2 separate regions of the Danio rerio genome follow, and region 1 is linked to region 2. Evidence: chromatin contacts called from public Hi-C data. All regions are on one chromosome and are shown on one strand. The core of a region is the stretch at or near the end of the contact, and the rest is flanking DNA. Distances in the headings are between cores, read along the strand shown. Region 1 overlaps prkd3 (protein kinase D3). Region 2 overlaps prkd3 (protein kinase D3).

What was found. A called contact is a pair of places that touch in the nucleus more often than the background predicts.
Region 1: a contact with region 2 is called in a Hi-C map of embryo, with 1.8 times the contacts expected there. The contact joins two enhancer-like sites. A contact is called at or near these places in 2 of 18 Hi-C or Micro-C datasets (caudal fin and embryo).

Annotation. Positions count from the first base shown.
Region 1 is chr17:46,098,810-46,102,422 of GRCz12tu, forward strand. The region is part of intron 2 of prkd3 (protein kinase D3); the gene reads right to left. Among named protein-coding and RNA genes, the nearest start is that of prkd3, 71 kb to the right of the region's middle. Within about 2 kb of position 1,557, at least 3 of the 62 cell types and tissues checked have an H3K27ac peak or open chromatin away from gene starts, as enhancers often do.
Region 2 is chr17:46,037,347-46,041,010 of GRCz12tu, forward strand. It overlaps prkd3 (protein kinase D3), which reads right to left. Exons shown (of 19, transcript XM_680391.9): 4 at 861-992. Among named protein-coding and RNA genes, the nearest start is that of foxa2, 99 kb to the left of the region's middle. Within about 2 kb of position 1,340, at least 9 of the 62 cell types and tissues checked have an H3K27ac peak or open chromatin away from gene starts, as enhancers often do.

The sequences.
Region 1 (3,613 bases), core at 307-2,806, 62 kb after region 2:
TATTTTGCAAAATTAACGTTTTAATGAGCGGCGTTCGTCTGACAGGTCCATTTGCGATAAAACCCCCTTTCAATGGATATTGAATAAGACGAAATGGAAAGAAGTCAAAACTTTACAAGGCCTGGGTAATCATCAACAAGCAAAACAACTGCATTCTGACAGTAAACTGCACCTTACTTACATTTTTACATTTCATTCTAAGCATTCAGTGTCCTAAGTTTAATTAACTATATGTAACTCTTTTTGCTGAAATCATTGCTGCAAACAAAAACGAGTAATGTGCATGATTTGGGATAGCGTGAACTTGATATAAAATGAGAACTACAGATTCAAGCATTTTTAATTAGGTCCTCACTCTATTCAGGTCTTATGATAGCTGATAGCCAAAGACATCTTGTGGTGTATGGCAAAATTTAAGTTTTCCATTTTAGGACTTTCAACATGTTTGCTTTTGCAACCGGCCTTTTTTTTTGCAACCATTATGCGTGGTTGAATTCATGTGACGTCATGTGTGACGTAGGTTCTTAATTCCCCTATTATGTTAAACCGCACACCACACACCAGCTGATTGGTGGTGAGAAGAGAGAGTGATAAAGCCAATTATGATATGGGGATGGTTAGGAAGCCATGATGGACAAAGGGCAGTGGGTAAATTTTGGCCAGAATGCTGAGGTTAACTACCCCCCCCTACTTTTTTATCGAATAACTTACTGGGATTTTTAAATGACCACAAAGATCAAGACCTCCATTCTCCATAACATACAGTATCATCTGATAGATGGCACTTTTGGCCAGCGGAGAAATTAAAATGGTCGTGCCCAACTGAGTCTGGTTCTCTCAAGGTTTTTTTTTTTCACTCCCATCAGGTGAAGTTTTTTTTCCCTCTCCGCTGTCGCCACTGCCTCGCATGGTTCAGGATTGGTAGAGCTACGCATCGATGAATTGGCTCTTCAGTGTTTGAACTCTCAGTAATGATTAAATCACACTGAACTGAGCTAAACTGAACTGAACTTAAACATTAAAAACTGAACTACACTGTTCCAGTTACTGAACCACACTGTTCCAGTTACTATGACCATTTATGTGAAGCTGCTTTGACACAATCTACATTGTAAAAGCGCTATACAAATAAAGCTGAATTGAATTGAATTGAATATAAAAGTCCCCATCAGTATACTGGGGAGTTAGGAGGACCCACATAGAGCGCAGGTTGAGCGCCCCCTACTGGTCTCACTAACACCACTTTTGGCAGCAACCATGTGGTCTCCTTTCCAGGTACTGACCGGGCATAGCCCTGCTTAGCTTCAGTGGGCGACCATGTGAGAGTTGCAGAGAGCGAGCTGCCAGTAAAGCAAAAATTTAAACTATTTAAAATGAAGAGTTAACCTGCTCCCATTTTTTTTACTTATGTCATCCCCAGTTTTACAGGCTGTTCCTGCCATGCATCCTTCCTGTAAGAAGAATCACTGAAAGTTTTCCTCTCTGTTCTGTGCCCAAGTCTGGACCTGGACCTTCAACTTCCTCTGGCTGGCACGAGCCGCACACTTTCCAGCCCACGCTTCCCATTCGCTCTGCTCAGCAGCTGGAAGCCAGACCACAGAAATAGTGCTCCGGCTGCCCATGCTGAGACAACTAACACATAAAACTAAAGAAACAGAATATGGTTACTGACATAAAGGGGAAGAACTGCCGAACAGATGCCATGAGAGTGTGTTTATAAAACCAATTTATGAACACAGAGCCACTCGTACTCAAAAATACAGTGCTGAATTTCAAACACCGAATAGTCATTAAATCGTCTAATTTATTTTTATTTTTTTACTCAAATCAAGGTCGAAATACAATCATTATGGCCATACAAGGGCAAGCTATAAAACAAAAAATAAATATATTTTACTACATAGTTCAGCTCTACCATACTCTCCTTAGGTAGCTGATGTGAAAATCTGGTTTGTATATTCAGTATACACTTTTATTACTTACATTCAACTTGATTAAATAAAGTTAACCCAAATATTAAATAAAAAATTAATAAATAAATAATAATAATTTCAATAAAATGACACTTGTGTTGTTCCAAAACCAAAAATATGATCTTGTTTGTACTGCACACACACAGAAAATTTTACCGTTTCCCAAAATATATGGTACAAAAAAAAAAATTATTAAACCTTTTACTGGGTTATTTTCGACTCCCCGAAAAATATAGCTAAACCTGACCAGGTAAGTAAGGTGAGTAAGGGCCAGGGGACACGTTAGAAGACTGCATCTCGTGGCGTTGTAGGTGCGCTCGCTCTACTGCGTGGCGCACCCTTCGCCAGGGACGTAATAAGGTGCTTTCGTTGTGGCATTTTCCATAGATTTCCCCATATTGTGCAAGGTTTTTCCACATAGCATTGGAGTTCCCCATCCGAAGGGGAACGCTACGGTTACTAAAGTAACCCCCCCCCAAAGGGGAGGACGGAAATGCTATGTACCTTCGCCACAACGATTGTCCCTTTGCTGTTGAGCGGGAACGTCTCCTCAGCTCAAAAGGACGTCGAGCATTGCACTAGCCGCGTCTTATATACTTGACTGATTGTTATTGACGCCAGCTGTGCATGCTGATTTTATACTCTTTTCAGATGATTGGTTTCTGACGAAAACCCCATATTGTGGAAGGTTTTTCCACATAGCATTGGAGTTCCCCCCTCAGGGAACGAGGGTTACTTTAGTAACCGTAGCGTTCCAATTGCATACATTTACACCAATAGTTATGATATTGCAGAAACTATACGGGTGGCTTTTTTTAACAACAGGACTTAGTTGATGAACCTAATTTACTAAAGGTGGGAATCACAAGTTAACTTACGATATGAATCTCATGATTTTTTTCCATTGTTATTGATATATTGCGATATCAGCAATCCCATTATATATTGATAGATCATAAGAAAACCAACCATGACACTGTATATCATGATTTCGGTAAATGAAGGGGGGAAAATGCATCAAAAAATAATAAAATGCATTCCTTTTATTAACAGCAAATATTTTATAGAATTATGCAACAAGGTAAAACAAGGCCACAGATGACAAACAAGTTTAAAAATGCTGATGTGAGAGCAGTTTATGACTAAAAAGCTTACATCTCTAAATTAGTCATAGCAGCCGCTCAATTTTGTGGAATATACATTCAAGAAAACACTGTTCAAATAACAATTTATTGCTTTCTAGATTTTTGTAAACTTAGGACACTTATTACAACTTGGCCAACTCATTTTACATGGAAAGATTTTATGCATATCCCTGGTTTATTTTTATATCAAAATGTATTCCCACTAGATTAATATTTATTTTCTTTAAGAACTGTAATGCTCATAGAGGTGAGCACGGACTTCTCTGAGCACTTATGATGTCTCCAGCAGTAAAGAACATTAATTATTTAGTCATCAATTTAAAAAAAAATATATATATATAAATATAAATATTTTTATTTCCCTAAATATTTTCAACCAAGGTTTATAATACTATCTAAAAAATACTTTCCAAAAGTTTGTAAAGGTTAAAAAAAACACAAGGCCCTTCAAATTATTTGTTTATGTCCTATAAATATGTATCTAATATGTATCTT
Region 2 (3,664 bases), core at 90-2,589:
ATGACAGTTGTGCTGGTTTGAACATAGCAACAAATCATGCCCTGTTTGCCTTGCGCCTTAATGCACAAGGTGTATGATAGGGTCCTAATAGTATATGATTAGAAACTAGCCAAGAGCGCCATCTGTTGTTAAAAATCTAAACTCAGAATCAATTCTTGCGTTGCCTTCCAATAATCTAAGCTGCTTTACCACTGCACACGACATTTGGACATGACTGTCGAAATATGACCTCTTGTGGCAGTCGCACAGAATTTCCAGTTTTGTCATCCACCAAGGGAGAGAAGCTGGATTCTGTCTGTGTTTGAAATAAAGCAAAAGCAAGAGTCTTTATTCTCTGTTCATTTACTATAGTTGATTTGAATAAATGAATGAATACTAGAAACTCATAGATCGCAAAAAATTTTGGAGGGAATGTGGAGACAACAAAAACAAAAATATATATATATATATTGTTTTATTACTCATTTATAAATAGAAATGTTTTTTAATATAAACTTTTTTTCTGATTAAAAAAAATTGACTATTTCTCATCTCGCGCATTCGAATCTACTTTGGACAACACCGCAATGCATCACATCCGGTTGGCCGGTCACATCTGGTCTAGTCACAGGATTTCAAATATTTTTACAGATCCACAGCTCACATCGAATCAGAATTTTCTGCATATGGAGATGATCGGAACTCCCGGACTACTCTTCATTGAAAATGAATGACTTCCAGTCTGTCACTTGTTGTTTGTTGTTTGCAGTGGAAAGGCGGCTTAACAGTTGATCTAAGAGTCACAATACATTGATTTATCATCCTAGCCTTACAAATAATCCAATATCTCTTCAGAATGTCTGTTTCTCATGTGACTGTACCTTCACACTTGAGGCCTTGCCTGACGAGCCCCCACAGCATCTCTCCACAGTAGTCACAGAAGGTGGGCGCTTTGTAGGAGTGGACGTACAGCGCATGAGGTCGTATCTGGAAATCTTCGACTGTAGCTTGAGCTGCAATCAAAACGCAACTTAAAGGACAACTCAGTAGAAGAATGGATGAAGCAACAAAACACTAAACAAAATAATGTAAATGAGAACAAAACAAAAGAACAGAACACAGAGAATACATTAGTCAGCATTAGCAGCACATAATTAAGGAGTCATACTGTTTCATAACATTCCAAAGAACAATGAAACTACTTGTTTAGCTTTTTTTTTTTAGTCAGCATCTGCAGAGCAGTTTGAGCTCCTCAAGGCAAATAGACATAGACAAAACTCCACAAGGCTGTCCTTCAGTTTGACTCAAGGTCAGTGATTAACTGATGTGACTCAGACTGGAACAAGTCCATGAGAATGATTCACCAGGCTGAAAATTCAATATCACTTCAGAAAGTGAACATGCAGGCCTGTGGAACAGCACGGTGTGGTTCTACAGTTCCTGTTTTACAGCTTGCGGTTTAATGTTGGTACTCTTCTGGCCGACTTGAATCTCACACTTGTCACTGTTTTGGTTCTTTATTATCGTTCTCAACAAAGTCTGAGGTTTACTTCAATACAGAGAAAACATTAGCACTTTTTTGTCAGTGGCTCTGTGAAAAAGCATCTGTCAAGAAATGCACTGCAAACATGAAAGTATAAGATCAGGAAAAAATTGGTGCATGGCAAACAGCATGCAGAAAAAAAACATTGGCAAAAAGTTACAGTGTCCTAGATTTCTTCCCTAGTGCCACAGGTGGATGGCAGTGTAATCATTTTCTTTCAACAACTAAAAGCAAGTTTTTCCATTATCAAAACCTGAAAATACACAACCAGTTGTTGCTGAAGTTACACGACAGAGTTCCATAACTTTCCCTTATTTTGTGGCATAAGTAAAAACCCTTTAGTAAGGGGAGCAGGATATACACATAATTGTATACACTTTACATCAACTTATGTAAACTGTTCTATTTGCACTTTGTGTTTTTGGTTCGTCATTACAGTTGCCAAGTATGTAACCCGTTTTAAAGATATGATTGCTTTTTTAGAAAACATAGCTATCAACAATGTTTCTTTGCATTTGTGCTAGCTGTTTTCTCCTAATGTATTGATTAACAACTGGTTTAGAGGGAGAGAGACAACATTTCTTATAAGGTTATTTCCTTATAAAATAAAGTGATATATTAAAGAGTTACCATATATTAAATAGTATCTTTTCTGCCAATTATTTCTATTTTATTTTATATTCATTCTATATGTATATTCTATAGACCTTTTCTAATTTATTGTATTATTTGAAGCACAAATAAAAAATTCACATAAATTTTGTTTTATGTGCACACAAAAGTATTCCCACAGCCTGATGGTATTTTATGTGACCAGTGAAGAGATGGTCTATGAGAATTCTGAATATTTGTTTTGGGGGGTGGGATCGGGGGTTGGGTTGGGGGGTAGAAGTTCAATTTACTTGAACTTCTAATTTTGTTAAGCTTCTTTGACACAATCTACATGAGAAACATGCTATAAAAATAAAACTAAATTAAATTGAAAAAGTTATTACTCAAAGATACTAAATTGTATATGGAACATGCATGTTTATATTGTAATAAAAGAAAACTGATAACAGATATTACTAATTATGCTACATGATCTGATACAGAGTTTGTTTTGTCATTCTAATCCTATAACAGCTTTGCTCATATTCTGAACACAAGCTAAGATATTTTAGATTAGGGGTTAACTCATGTATTACTTTTGTCAACTACTTTAGTATTATGTTTGACCTCGAGGGGGAGGTTACAACTGTTAGTAATGTTATAACTCCAGTTAAATAATTGTATCTTTATTTCATAATAACATTAAATTAACAAATAAATACATGTAATTGCATCGATGTAAAATAGATGTTACTTCACTAGATTACTATAACCTACTTGGGTCAGCAAACGTGGATAAGTATTTTCCCCATAGAAGGAGCTTAAAAATACTCTGTCATTTTTTATGGAATTGACAAAAACAGATGTGAAAACTACAAAATGTATTTTTTTTGCATATGTTCATAGTTACAAGAAAACAATATGTTTTTTTATTTTATTTTATTTTACAATTTGTAAAACAGACAGGAAGTGCTTTCCTTTTCTGTGTGTTTTGTAAATCCAGTGTTCCACAACATTGCTGATGCTACACCACAATCACCACAATAACTTAACAAACTGAACTGAACCAAACAGTACTGTGGCTCCCAAACCGTTAACCAAATCATGGAATTGGTGTATCGTTACACACCTATAAATAAAAAATGACAATTATCAACAGACATAACCTTTTCCCAAAACTTGATCAAATTAGCAAAACTATAAAACAACCAGTCATTTTAAGCTTTATAAATTTTATTAACTACATTCAACAAATTAAATGCAACAAGAATGATGCAGAATACGTGACTTGTTTTCTTCATCATCTTTACTGCCCAGTTTGCATTGACTTTGTATGTACTCTACTCACACAAATACTTAAACTTGCAATTGGGGTTACTGATGCTCTTGCAGGTTACATAAAATAATATGATGTGTTGGAGCCAGCGGGCCTTGACACATGCTTTAAAGAAATACAAGAGCTCCATTACTGTGCGATCACACTAAAAGCGTTGAGAGCATCCAAGGTCGCTCTGGCCGCTCTGGTGACAACACTGTCTGCCTTCAGCTCTG